Linked DNA regions of Mus musculus: region 1 is linked to region 2. Evidence: chromatin contacts called from public HiChIP or PLAC-seq data. All regions are on one chromosome and are shown on one strand. Each heading gives the region's core, a stretch centred on a gene start, on an enhancer-like site or on the middle of the called end of the contact. The rest is flanking DNA. Distances are from core to core; before and after follow the strand shown.

The links. HiChIP or PLAC-seq counts read pairs in DNA pulled down with a chosen protein or histone mark.
Region 1: a FOXA1 HiChIP or PLAC-seq map of pancreatic cancer cells shows a contact between it and region 2. The contact joins two enhancer-like sites. A contact is called at or near these places in 14 of 39 promoter capture datasets (the 3T3-L1 cell line, 3T3-L1-derived adipocytes, the C10 cell line and 8 more), 2 of 484 Hi-C or Micro-C datasets (bone marrow-derived macrophages and natural killer cells), 16 of 115 datasets of contacts at active chromatin or transcription factors (the 230-238 cell line, craniofacial prominence, effector CD8 T cells and 9 more) and 3 of 9 other capture datasets (adipose tissue, liver and pancreatic islet).

What each region holds. Positions count from the first base shown.
Region 1 is chr4:133,900,822-133,905,858 of GRCm38.p6, reverse strand. No RefSeq gene overlaps it. Among named protein-coding and RNA genes, the nearest start is that of Rps6ka1, 16 kb to the right of the region's middle. Within about 2 kb of position 1,353, at least 34 of the 459 cell types and tissues checked have an H3K27ac peak or open chromatin away from gene starts, as enhancers often do. A contact at or near this core is called in the HPC-7 cell line and pancreatic cancer cells, where this site is marked.
Region 2 is chr4:133,560,794-133,566,129 of GRCm38.p6, reverse strand. No RefSeq gene overlaps it. Among named protein-coding and RNA genes, the nearest start is that of Nr0b2, 10 kb to the right of the region's middle. Within about 2 kb of position 2,644, at least 56 of the 459 cell types and tissues checked have an H3K27ac peak or open chromatin away from gene starts, as enhancers often do. A contact at or near this core is called in the HPC-7 cell line and pancreatic cancer cells, where this site is marked.

The DNA.
Region 1 (5,037 bases), core at 104-2,603, 340 kb before region 2:
TCGGAGGTCAGCCTTGGCATCTCAGTAGAACCCTGTCTTAAACTAAGAAGAGGCTGTCCAGCTCAGAGGGCAGTGTGCTCCTCTGCTGTCACAGGTCTTCACTGTCAATTTGACTGGCTTTAGAATCTCCTAGGAGACCCACCCATGGGTGTGTTTATGCGGGCATTTCCAGAGACCTTTCACTTAGGAGGGAAGACCCTCTTTGATGTAGTGACACAAAGGAAAAGAGAAGATAAAATGCTACCAGCATCATCTCTCCCCACCACTCCCCATCCCCCCACCTATGTCACCCCCATTGTCACTTGCTATGCCACCTATTCCCCCACCCCATCCCCTACCCATTCCACCCACAAACCCCACCTCCCCACACCACTCCCCCCACCACCAGAAACCCCCCACATCTCTACCCCCACGTCCCTCTCCTCCTTCCTCCCTCCTTCCTCCTCTGTCCACCACTTCCTCACTGCAGACACTGTGCAACCAGCTAGCTGCCCAGAGCTCTTCCGGCTGGCTGTACCCTTCAATCAGCATCTTGTGAACCATGAGCCAGCAGACGCTCGCTCGCCATTAAATTGCTTTTTGCTAGTTCCTCGGCCATGGGAATAAGATGTAACTAATCTAGAGTGCTTGAGGCCCTCAGCTCAGTACCCCGTGCTGGGAGAGAAAAATGTCAACATCCCATCACATTAAAGAAAACTTAATCATTTGCCTCTCACCTTCAATAAGTATGAACATTTTTGCAAAATTTTTTCCCCTTTTGGGACTAAAATCTCTACAGGTCTGCAAAAAGAAAAATCAAAAGATTTTCCCAACCTCCTACTTGTCTCCTCTTTTATTTTAAAAAGTATCATTAGTGCTAGCAATATTTCAGGGTCTCACATAGCCAAGTGCTCTTAACCACTGAGCCCTCTCCCCAGCCCTCCCCACCCACTTTTACACGAGAGCTCCAACAATCAATCTAACTCAGCTCCCCGAGCTTGCTCTACCAGCTGAGCCATCTCACTTTTTATTTGTTCCCAGTGCTCTTTACTTGTGGAAACACCGAGGATTTGTCCCATCAGAGTTGCCATACTGTAGAAAATTTGTTGTTTCCTAGAAGTGTAGTTAAACTTGCTCTTGTGCCTTAGATTTCCAGTAAACGAAAAGTCATTTCCAGAGACTTGGTTAGAGGGGTTTAATGTGTTTGGCAACAGTACTTCATCGGCCACCGTCATCTGCACTTCAAGTGCTGTTTGTCATTTGTTTTCCAGACAGGCTGGATGGATTCTAGCCTGGCCTCAGACTCCCCTTAGAGGAGAGGATGACCTTGTATTCCGATCCTCTCGCCTCCACCTGCTGAGGGCTGGGGTTGTAGGTGAACACCACCATTCCCATTTGATTCAGTACCAGGGATAGAAGCCAGGGCCTCCTGCGTGCTAAGCAGCACTGTGACATCTGAACTGAATCTCCAGCTCGGTACACCCAATATTACAGCAAATCTGAAGTGCGTAATGTTTTAGCTGACATATTCTATTAGCTGACTAATCTGAGGCCTTATTGATCTCTTCCTTATAGAAGTCTCCGTCGGCCTTTCCCCTATTGGCTTTGCCGTCCACTAATGAGTCATTATGTTGTTAGGCATTGCCAAATGGTGATTTTTCTTACTCACGTTGCACTCATTACCTGGATAATTCTTCCATAAAAATGAACTTGTCCTAAGTATTTTATTCTCATGAAATACAGTTTATACAAGACAGGAAATGCTTCCTTCTTCGTGGCCATTTTTGTTTGTTTGTTTGTTTGTTTGTTTGTTTTTGCTTTGAGACAGTTAATAGGTTTTTCTCCACCAACGAGATAAGCTAATTCAAGCCAAATAGAGAGTAAAAAGGCAGGTTTATTTGGGGGCAGCTCACGGGCAGGTTCATGGGTTCCAAGAAATGGGGCTAACGCAGGTGGTGAGCTGGGGGTAGATTCCTCTGGTCTTCGGTCAAGAGCTGGGGCAGAAGTTAGACAGATTCACCCTGAACTTCCCGTGAGGTTCTGGGAAGGTCACCCTACAGCTCTGCACCATGCCCAAGTGGAGGGCAGAGGTGTCGGGGTGGGGAGGGGGTGGTATGGCCAGTGGGTGAGGAGGTCCCCACCATGGTACTGCCATTGGATATGTTCAGGAAACAAAGTTAGCTTGTTCTGAGCTGGGAAAGTCCCTTTTTGAGTTCCCTTCACATCTGAGGGCACTGGCAATTGTCTATGTCACCGAGGGGCCATGGGAAGCCTGGCTTGGTGCCAGCTTTGTCACAAACCCACTGTGTACATTGTAAGCTTCTTCCTCTCTGGGATTTAAGAGTCTTCCGTTTGTAAGATGGCCTACGTGAAAGCACGAAGCTAGACACCCACCAGAGCATGAGTGAGTGAGGAGGTCAGGGACGGCATGGAGCACCTGTGACACAGTCATCTAAGGGAGGGGACTAGGCAGGACAAGGACCCGGGTGGCCGACTTCTGAGAGAGGCTAGAAAGCTTTAATTTAAAAACTAGTAAATACTAGTTAACAACACCTGTAGCCAAAGCAAGAACAAAGTATGCGTCTGGGGCCAGGTGTTATGACACAGGGCTTTAATCCTGGCACTCAAGGGGACAGAGGCAGGCAGATCTCTTAAGTTCAAGGGCAGCAGAGTCTACAGAGCAAGTTTCAGGCTAGCCAAGTCTACAGAGTGAGACTCCCCTCTCCTTTCTCAAAACAACAAAAAGAAAAACTAACAAGAGGGCTGGTGAGCTGGCTCAGGGGTTAAGAGCACTGACTGTTCTTCCAGAGATCATGAGTTCAAATCCCAGCAACCACATGGTGGCTCACAACCATCCTTAAATGAGAAACATAGGGGGCGGAGTGAGCACGGGCAGGGTTGGAGCGAAAGGGAATGGGGGGGGGAAGAGGCGGGGGGAGGGGGGAACTAACTAACAAGCTAAGACAGGGACCAAGTTCATTCTCTAGCCTTCTCCTCCAAAAATAGCTCTGGGATCTAAAGTAGGTGAACTTCCTGTGTTAGCTTTAAAGTTCAGGCCGGAGGCTGGAGAAATGGCTCAGTGGGTAAGAGCAGCTTCAACAGGACCAGATCTGGGCCCCAGCAGCCCTGTAAGCCAGCTCACAAGTGTCTTTAACTTCAGCTGTAGGGGATCTGATGCCCTCTTCTGGCCTCTGTAGCTACTGCATCAGTGAACAAACCCATACTCTCACACACACATACATAATTAAAAGAATACAAATTTGGGGGCTGGAGAGATGACTCGCTCTACCAGAGGATCAGAGTTCAATTCCCAGCACCCACATGGCAACTTATAAGTGTCTGTAACTCAAGTTCCAGAGAGGCAGGACACCAATGCACAAAAAAAGTAACTCTTGCAGGGCGTGGTGGCGCACACCTTTAATTCCAGCACTCAGGAGGCAGAGGCAGGTGAATTTCTGAGTTCGAGGCCAGCCTGGTCTACAAAGTGAGTTCCAGGACAGCCAGGGTTATACAGACGAACCCTGTCTCGGAAAACCAAAAAAAAAAAAAAAAGAAAGAAAAAGATTTATTTATTTATATGAGCTATGTTCAGATACACAAGAGGGCATCAGATCCCATTACAGATGGTTGTGAGCCATCAAATGGTTGCTGTGAATTGAACTCGGGACCTCTAGAAAAGCAGTCAGTGCTCTTGACCGCTGAGCCATCTCTTCTGCCCTCCCCTTGTCCCCACCTCACTTTTTAAAAATCAGTAATGTAAGCCGGGCGTGGTGGCGCACGCCTTTAATTCCAGCACTTGAGAGGCAGGTGGATTTCTGAGTTTGAGGCCAGCCTGGTCTACAGAGTGAGTTCCAGGACAGCCAGGACTATACAGAGAAACCCTGTCTCGAAAAACCAAAAAAATTAAAAATTAAAAAAAAATCAGTAATATAGTGGTCATTATGGCAAACGTTCTAGGATTTTGCAGTGGAGAAATTGTAGGAGAAATGCCAAGACTGGCATGAAGTTGGGTTTGGGGAACAAAACCTAAGGACATACCAAAATCTCAATAATCAAGACAGTATGTTAGGACAGGGGAAGAGTCTCAAACTGGTAAAATCCCAGAGGCCACGGGTTTGATCCCTTGCACTAAATAAACTGGACATAGCTCTGCATGCCTATAAAAGGCCTGATGTTTTAAATAATACTACCTATCTGTCTGTGTGTCTGTCTCTCTATAGCTTTTTGAGGCAGACTCTCTCTATGCAGCCCTGGCTGTCTTTCTGCACTGAAACTCAATAGGCCAGCCGTTTTCATTCGCACTCACAGAGCTCTGCCTGCCTCTGCCTCCAGAGCGCTGCTTTAACAGTCTGCACCACCATAGCCAGTTCTTTTATAAAACAAACAAACAAACGCCCAAAGAGTGCTGCCTCCTGAGCATCCAGGCCCGGGGCTCTCTGCTCAGCTCTATGTTCTCTTTTTTAAATTTCACCATGATAACACAAATTGTTTCGCCCAACAGAAAGATCTCTTTGGGGGCCAGTGAAATGGCTCAGTGGTTAAAGGCGCTTGCCACCAAGCCTGACAGCCTGAGTTTGATCCCTGGAACCCACAGGTAAAAGGGGATAGCCAACTCCCACAACACGTCCTCTGACCACTGTGACATGCACTTGTGCATCCCTGCCCCAGTAAGAGGGCAGGGGGGCGGGGCAGGGGCAGCGGCAGGGGAGAACGATCTTAGAAATGACAATGGTTTTAGTGCTGGGGGTTGAAACCAGGGTTGTGTTCATGCAGAACACACAAGGCCACCACAGAGGTCACCCATGAAGAATGTTGTTTTGGTTTTTTGAGACAGGATTTCTGTATGTAGCCCTGGCTATCCTGGAACTCATTGTGTAGACCGGGCTGGCCTTAAACAAACAGGGATTCGGCTGCCTTTGCCTCCCAAAGTGCTAGAATTAAAGGCAGGAGGCACTCTGCCCTGCTCAGAGAAAGGACAGTTTGTTTTTTTGTTTTGGTTTTTTTGTTGTTGTTTTTTGTTTTGTTTTGTTTTTTTTGTTTTTTGAGACAGTGTTTCTC
Region 2 (5,336 bases), core at 1,395-3,894:
ATACAACAAGCCTTGTCATTTATATCTTCCTTCCTTCCTTCCTTCCTTCCTTCCTTCCTTCCTTCCTTTCTTTCTTTCTTTCTTTCTTTCTTTCTTTCTTTCTTTCTTTCTTTCTTTCTTTCTTTCTTTCTTTCTTTCTTTCTTTCTTTCTTTTCTGTTTCTTAGTTTTTCGAGACAGGGTTTCTCTGTGCAGCTCAGGCTGTTCTGGAACTTTCTCTGTAGATCAGGCTGACCTCGAACTCACAGAAATCCACCTGCCTCTGTGTCCTGAGTGCCAGGATTAAAGGTGTGTGTCACCACCTCCCAGTTCCTTTTCTGTTCCTTGTGGCTCAGACCAGCTTCAAACTTACTCTGTAAGTGAGGAAGCCATAGGTGAGGAAGTCTTTGGACTTTGCAACTTTCTGAAGATTAAGAAACCAAACCAATTTTAAAAGTTAGGCTGTGGTGGCACATGGCTTTAAGGCCAACACTTGGGAGACAAACACAGGGAATCTCTGTGAAGGCTACACAGAAGAATCCTGTCTTGAAAAGCCAGGAAGGAGGGTGGAGAGGTATCATTTTTGAGTATCTGGAGAGATGGCTCAGTTGTCAAGAGTACTGGCTGCTCTTGCACTAGACCTGGGTTTGATTCCCAGTACTTACGTGGCAGCTCACCACAACACCTTTATCTCCAGTTCCAGGGCATCCAGTGTTCTCTTCTGCCCCCATGGCACTGCCCTCACAAGGTGCACAAACACACAGATAAGACTCATACAAATAAATAGGGGGGGGGGCTGGTGAGATGGCTCAGCAGGTAAGAGCACCCGACTGCTCTTCTGAAGGTCCTGAGTTCAAATCCCAGCAACCACATGGTGGCTCACAACCATCTGTAACAAGATCTGACTCCCTCTTCTGGTGTGTCTGAAGACAGCTACAGTGTACTTACATATAATAAATAAATAAATATTAAAAAAATAAACAGGGTGGTGGGACATCCTCTTGGAGACAGGGCAGGGGAGGAATGGGATGAGGAACTGTCAGAGGGCGGACTGGGGATAACGACTGTACTGTAAAAGGATTAAAGATTTTTTTTTTTTTTTTTTTGGTTTTTCAAGACAGGGTTTCTCTGTATAGCCCAGGCTGTCCTGGAACTCACTTTGTAGACCAGGCTGGCCTCGAACTCAGAAATCTGCCTGCCTCTGCCTCCCGAGTGCTGGGACTAAAGGCGTGCGCCACCACGCCCAGCCGGCCAATATTTTTAAAAACCCAAACAACATAAATATAAATAAAATCTAACAAGGTGTGATAACACCCACCTAAAATAATGTGTTCATGTACTTGTAGATGTCATGTTGTGTTGGTGACTGTGGAGGCCAGAAGAGGGCACCAGATCCCCTGGAATGGGAGATTGTGAGCTGCCAGACCTGGTGCTGGGAACTGAACCTGGGTCCTCTGGAAAAGCAGCATGCTCTCTTAACTGCTGAGCCATTTTAAAGCCTTGTCGTGTTGTTCTCTCTGTCTCTCTCTCTGTCTCTCTTTGTCTCTCTGTCTCTCTTTCTTCCAGGAGTGGGGGAATGACACATGGTTTCTCTGTGTAGCCCTGGCTGTCCTGGAGCTTGTTGTGCACACCAGGCTGTCCTTGGGCTCACAGAATATCCATCTGCCCCTGCCTCCCACGTGTGCACACTCACACTCAGCTGCCCACCATCTCCTTATCTGGCCCCCCACACCAAATCCTTCTCCTCCCCAAGCCGCTCTTCACATTTCCATAGATTTATTTGTGACCCATTGTATTTATTAGGGTTCCCAGCATGAACATGGGTATGTGTGTGTGTGTGGGGGGGGTAAGTTTTATTTTTAATTTATTGTCATGGGCGGGGGAGGGGCTGCACAAGCTACAGTGAGCATATGGAGGTGAAAAACCTGGTGAATTGCTTGTCTTCCCACCACGGGCTCTCTGAGATTGAGTGTAGGTTATCAGGTTTGCATAGCGAGCGCTTTTACCCAGTGAACCATCTTGAAGTTCTGACCCTCCTGCCTCCCGGGTGCTGGGTTGTGGGCGTGTGACATCACCTCCTGACTCCTTTATGATCCCAGAGATCTTCATAGTGGCAAGCTTTGAGGAAGAGGGTAGGGGATGTGGTGGGAAGTTTTCTGAGGTGTTTTTGTTAAGCTGGTGGTGGTGGCGGAGGTGGCGGTGGTTAGTGGCGGTTTTGTTTGTTTGTTTTGAGACAGGGTCTCTATTATGTAGCCCTGGCTGTCCTAGAACTCACTATGTAGACTAGGCTGATCTCGAACTCTCAAAGACCCACCTATCTCTGCCTCCCCGGACTGGAATTAGAGGTGTGTGCCACCAAACCTTGGGATGTTGTAGTTAGATTTTTTTTTTCCTATGCTGAGGAGCAGAGGATTTTTATCTCAGGACCTTGTGTATAATAAGCCATCATGTTACCTCTGACCTCACCCCCACCCCTCTCTCTGTCTCACATTGCACCGGGAGGCTCTATTTTAGACAACGTCTCCTATACCCCTGCCTGATCTCACATTTGTTATGCAGTAAAGACAGATTGACTTCAGATTCCTGCCTCCACCCCCACAGCTCTGGGACTACTGGCACGAGCCACCTGGTTTGCCGTGACTTATAAAGTTGGCACAGCTGCACCCTGCTATGAACATCAAGTCCCCGTTGTTGACCTTGACTCCCTTCAGACTGTCCCTGGACTCGTCACCAGCTTCATTAGCATGTCCTTTCTCTGTTCTGTTTTGTGATACAAACCCGATTTGCCTGTCTGTGTACCAGGTGCTGCCCATGGGGATCTGCGGGGCTCTGGCCCTGCCAAATCTCTCTGAGGGGGAGCAGGAGCAAGGCTGGCTGCCAGGCCTCTTCCAAGGCCACTGCTGCCCCGGAGTTGGTGGCAGGCAGCGGGATCCGGCAGGCAGGTGGCTAGGAGCCAAGGTTGGGGCCACAGAGAGGAAGTGGCTATGGTAGGTTGGCGCTGCTTCCATCGACAAAAGCTTCAGGAGAGAACACTGTCCCCTAAGGGTGTTACAGCTTGATTAAACAGGCGCTCTCAGACAGGCTTTGGTGAAATAACTCTTGAGCCTTTATTCCTTGTGAATAGGGTCTAATATACATTTTGGAGTGGGCTGGGGTCTAAAGGCAGATGCTTTCTGTTGGCTTGGTCTGAGAGGTTAGGGATGCCCCCTCTGCACGTGGAGGGCACTTCCTGTGTTGCCCCTACGAGACTGATTATCCAGTCCTCTTCATGGGGTGTGGTGGTCCTATGTTCCAGGACAGGAACCTGGTCAGGAGTAGATTTCAATGCCTACCGTTCTCTTACCAAATTTTCTGCCTGGTGGCACGGTCTCCTGACCCACACCTATTCACACACCTCCATCTCTCACCACCCTTAGATCCATAGGTTCTAGGATGCATTCAAGAAGCAGTGCTTGTTCCCTGGCACCTCTGTGCCTTTGCATATTCTCCTCCCTCTGTTAGGCCTCACCCTTGCAAACCCCCCCAGATGTTTCTGAACAGTCAACGCACCAGGGAAGCACCTTCCCACCTCTGGGCACAATTAATTATTGTAGTGACAATTTTGGAGTTTTAGTTTCTTTAAAAAAACAAAACAAAACACTGAAATATTAGAAGAAAGTGCTTTTCTTTTCATCGAAGGGGCTGCTGGGGACAACAGCTGACTGTGATTTGCCTCATGCTCTAGCAGAGGCATGGTTTTGCCAGCTTTGGGTAGTTTCTGCGATTGTGTGATTGTTTGGAATTCTGGGAGCTTTTCAGAGGATATATAAATGCTAGGGCCCCGAGAGGTACTGTTGGTGGTTGGGGTCATTCGGGCGTGGGGGTGGTTACAGTTTGTTCATACTCGTGTTCAAAGAAGAAACAAGAACAAAGAAATTAGATTCGGAGATCTCTCTCTCTCTCTTTTCTTCCCCTCTATCCTATCCTTTATCTAGTGATAGGAGGTGAAGAGCAGGGTTGGGGGGGGGTGTTAAAGGGTGGGAAAAAGAAACCATAAACTAGCAAAGACCAGGAACAAGTCATCCTTCAACGATGTCACCCTCAGGTCACTGTGTTATCTTCATTTGCATGGGAAGTGTCCCTCCGGGCTGGATCCGGGTCCCATTCTTTGTGTCCTTTCCCCTAACATCCAGCAGAGTCTGGGAGTGAAAGTCAGGGGACATTGAGTGACACAGTGTGTGGCTAAGGGGAGGGATCATGGTCGATCACCTCTCTCTCTGTCTTTTTTTCCCACTATCATCAAAGGTTCTAGGGTGGACAGAGGCCCTGAGGGCAGGGTGGTTCATGGCATGACACAGTCAGCTGACAGCTGTTGGCTGCTTCGTCCACAGCCTGGGATTTGGCTAATGATGGCCATAAACTGTCATCCATAAACCCTGAGCTGCCCTGGGACCACAGTCAGTCTCAGGTGAGTCAAGCTGGCGGAGCCTGAGGACAAGGACCCCCTCCTAGATGCAGGTGTCAGTACCCAGTGTCTGAAGTGACCCCAGACTCACTCCAGCCCGTGCGGAGGTCAAGGATTCTGCCTCTAAGTGACCAGAGTCTGTGCTCAAGTCTCGGTACAGATCGATCGACCACCTTAGACCTTCAGAACTTCCATCCCCCAGCTAGACCTGCTTCTTCCTCTTGCTAGAAAGGAGAGACAGACCGGATCCCAGGATGCTGGTCAGAGAGAGAGAGAGTTTTCCCACTCTGAAAAGCTCACAGCTCCCTCCACTGGACCAGATTCATTCTTTGGCTTGGCCGTGTTTTCTTTAGGTTCTTATCGTAAGAGTTTGCGTGAGGATTTAGAGAGTGACCAGAGAGTTAAAGAAACAGAAGCAGAGACAGGAAGAAGGTTCAGCCTGCAAAGGCTTTTATAACTTAAGTCTCGTGGTTTGAGTCCCCCCCCCCCCATTCCATGGTACAAAGAAAGAACCAACTCCTGAAGGTTGTCCTTGGCTGGATCTCCCAATGGGTGGTGAGGCAGCAGATGCAAACATGTCTCCACTCACACACACAGAATAAATAAAAAGTGGGGGGTGGGGGTGGGAGAGCTCACACTTCCTGACTACCTAAAAAAAGTAAACGTTTTTGAAAAGGAACAAGGCTGAGTTAATAATAAGAAAAACTATTTGGGCCTGTGGTGGTGCACACCTTTAATCTCAGCACTTGGTAGGCAGAGGCAGATGTAACTCTGTGAGTTCAAGGCCAACCTAGTGAGTCTGAGGACAAGAGAAACCCTGTCTGGAAACACACACACACACACACACACACACACACACACACACACACACACCACACTACACACACACACACACACACACATACACCACACCAC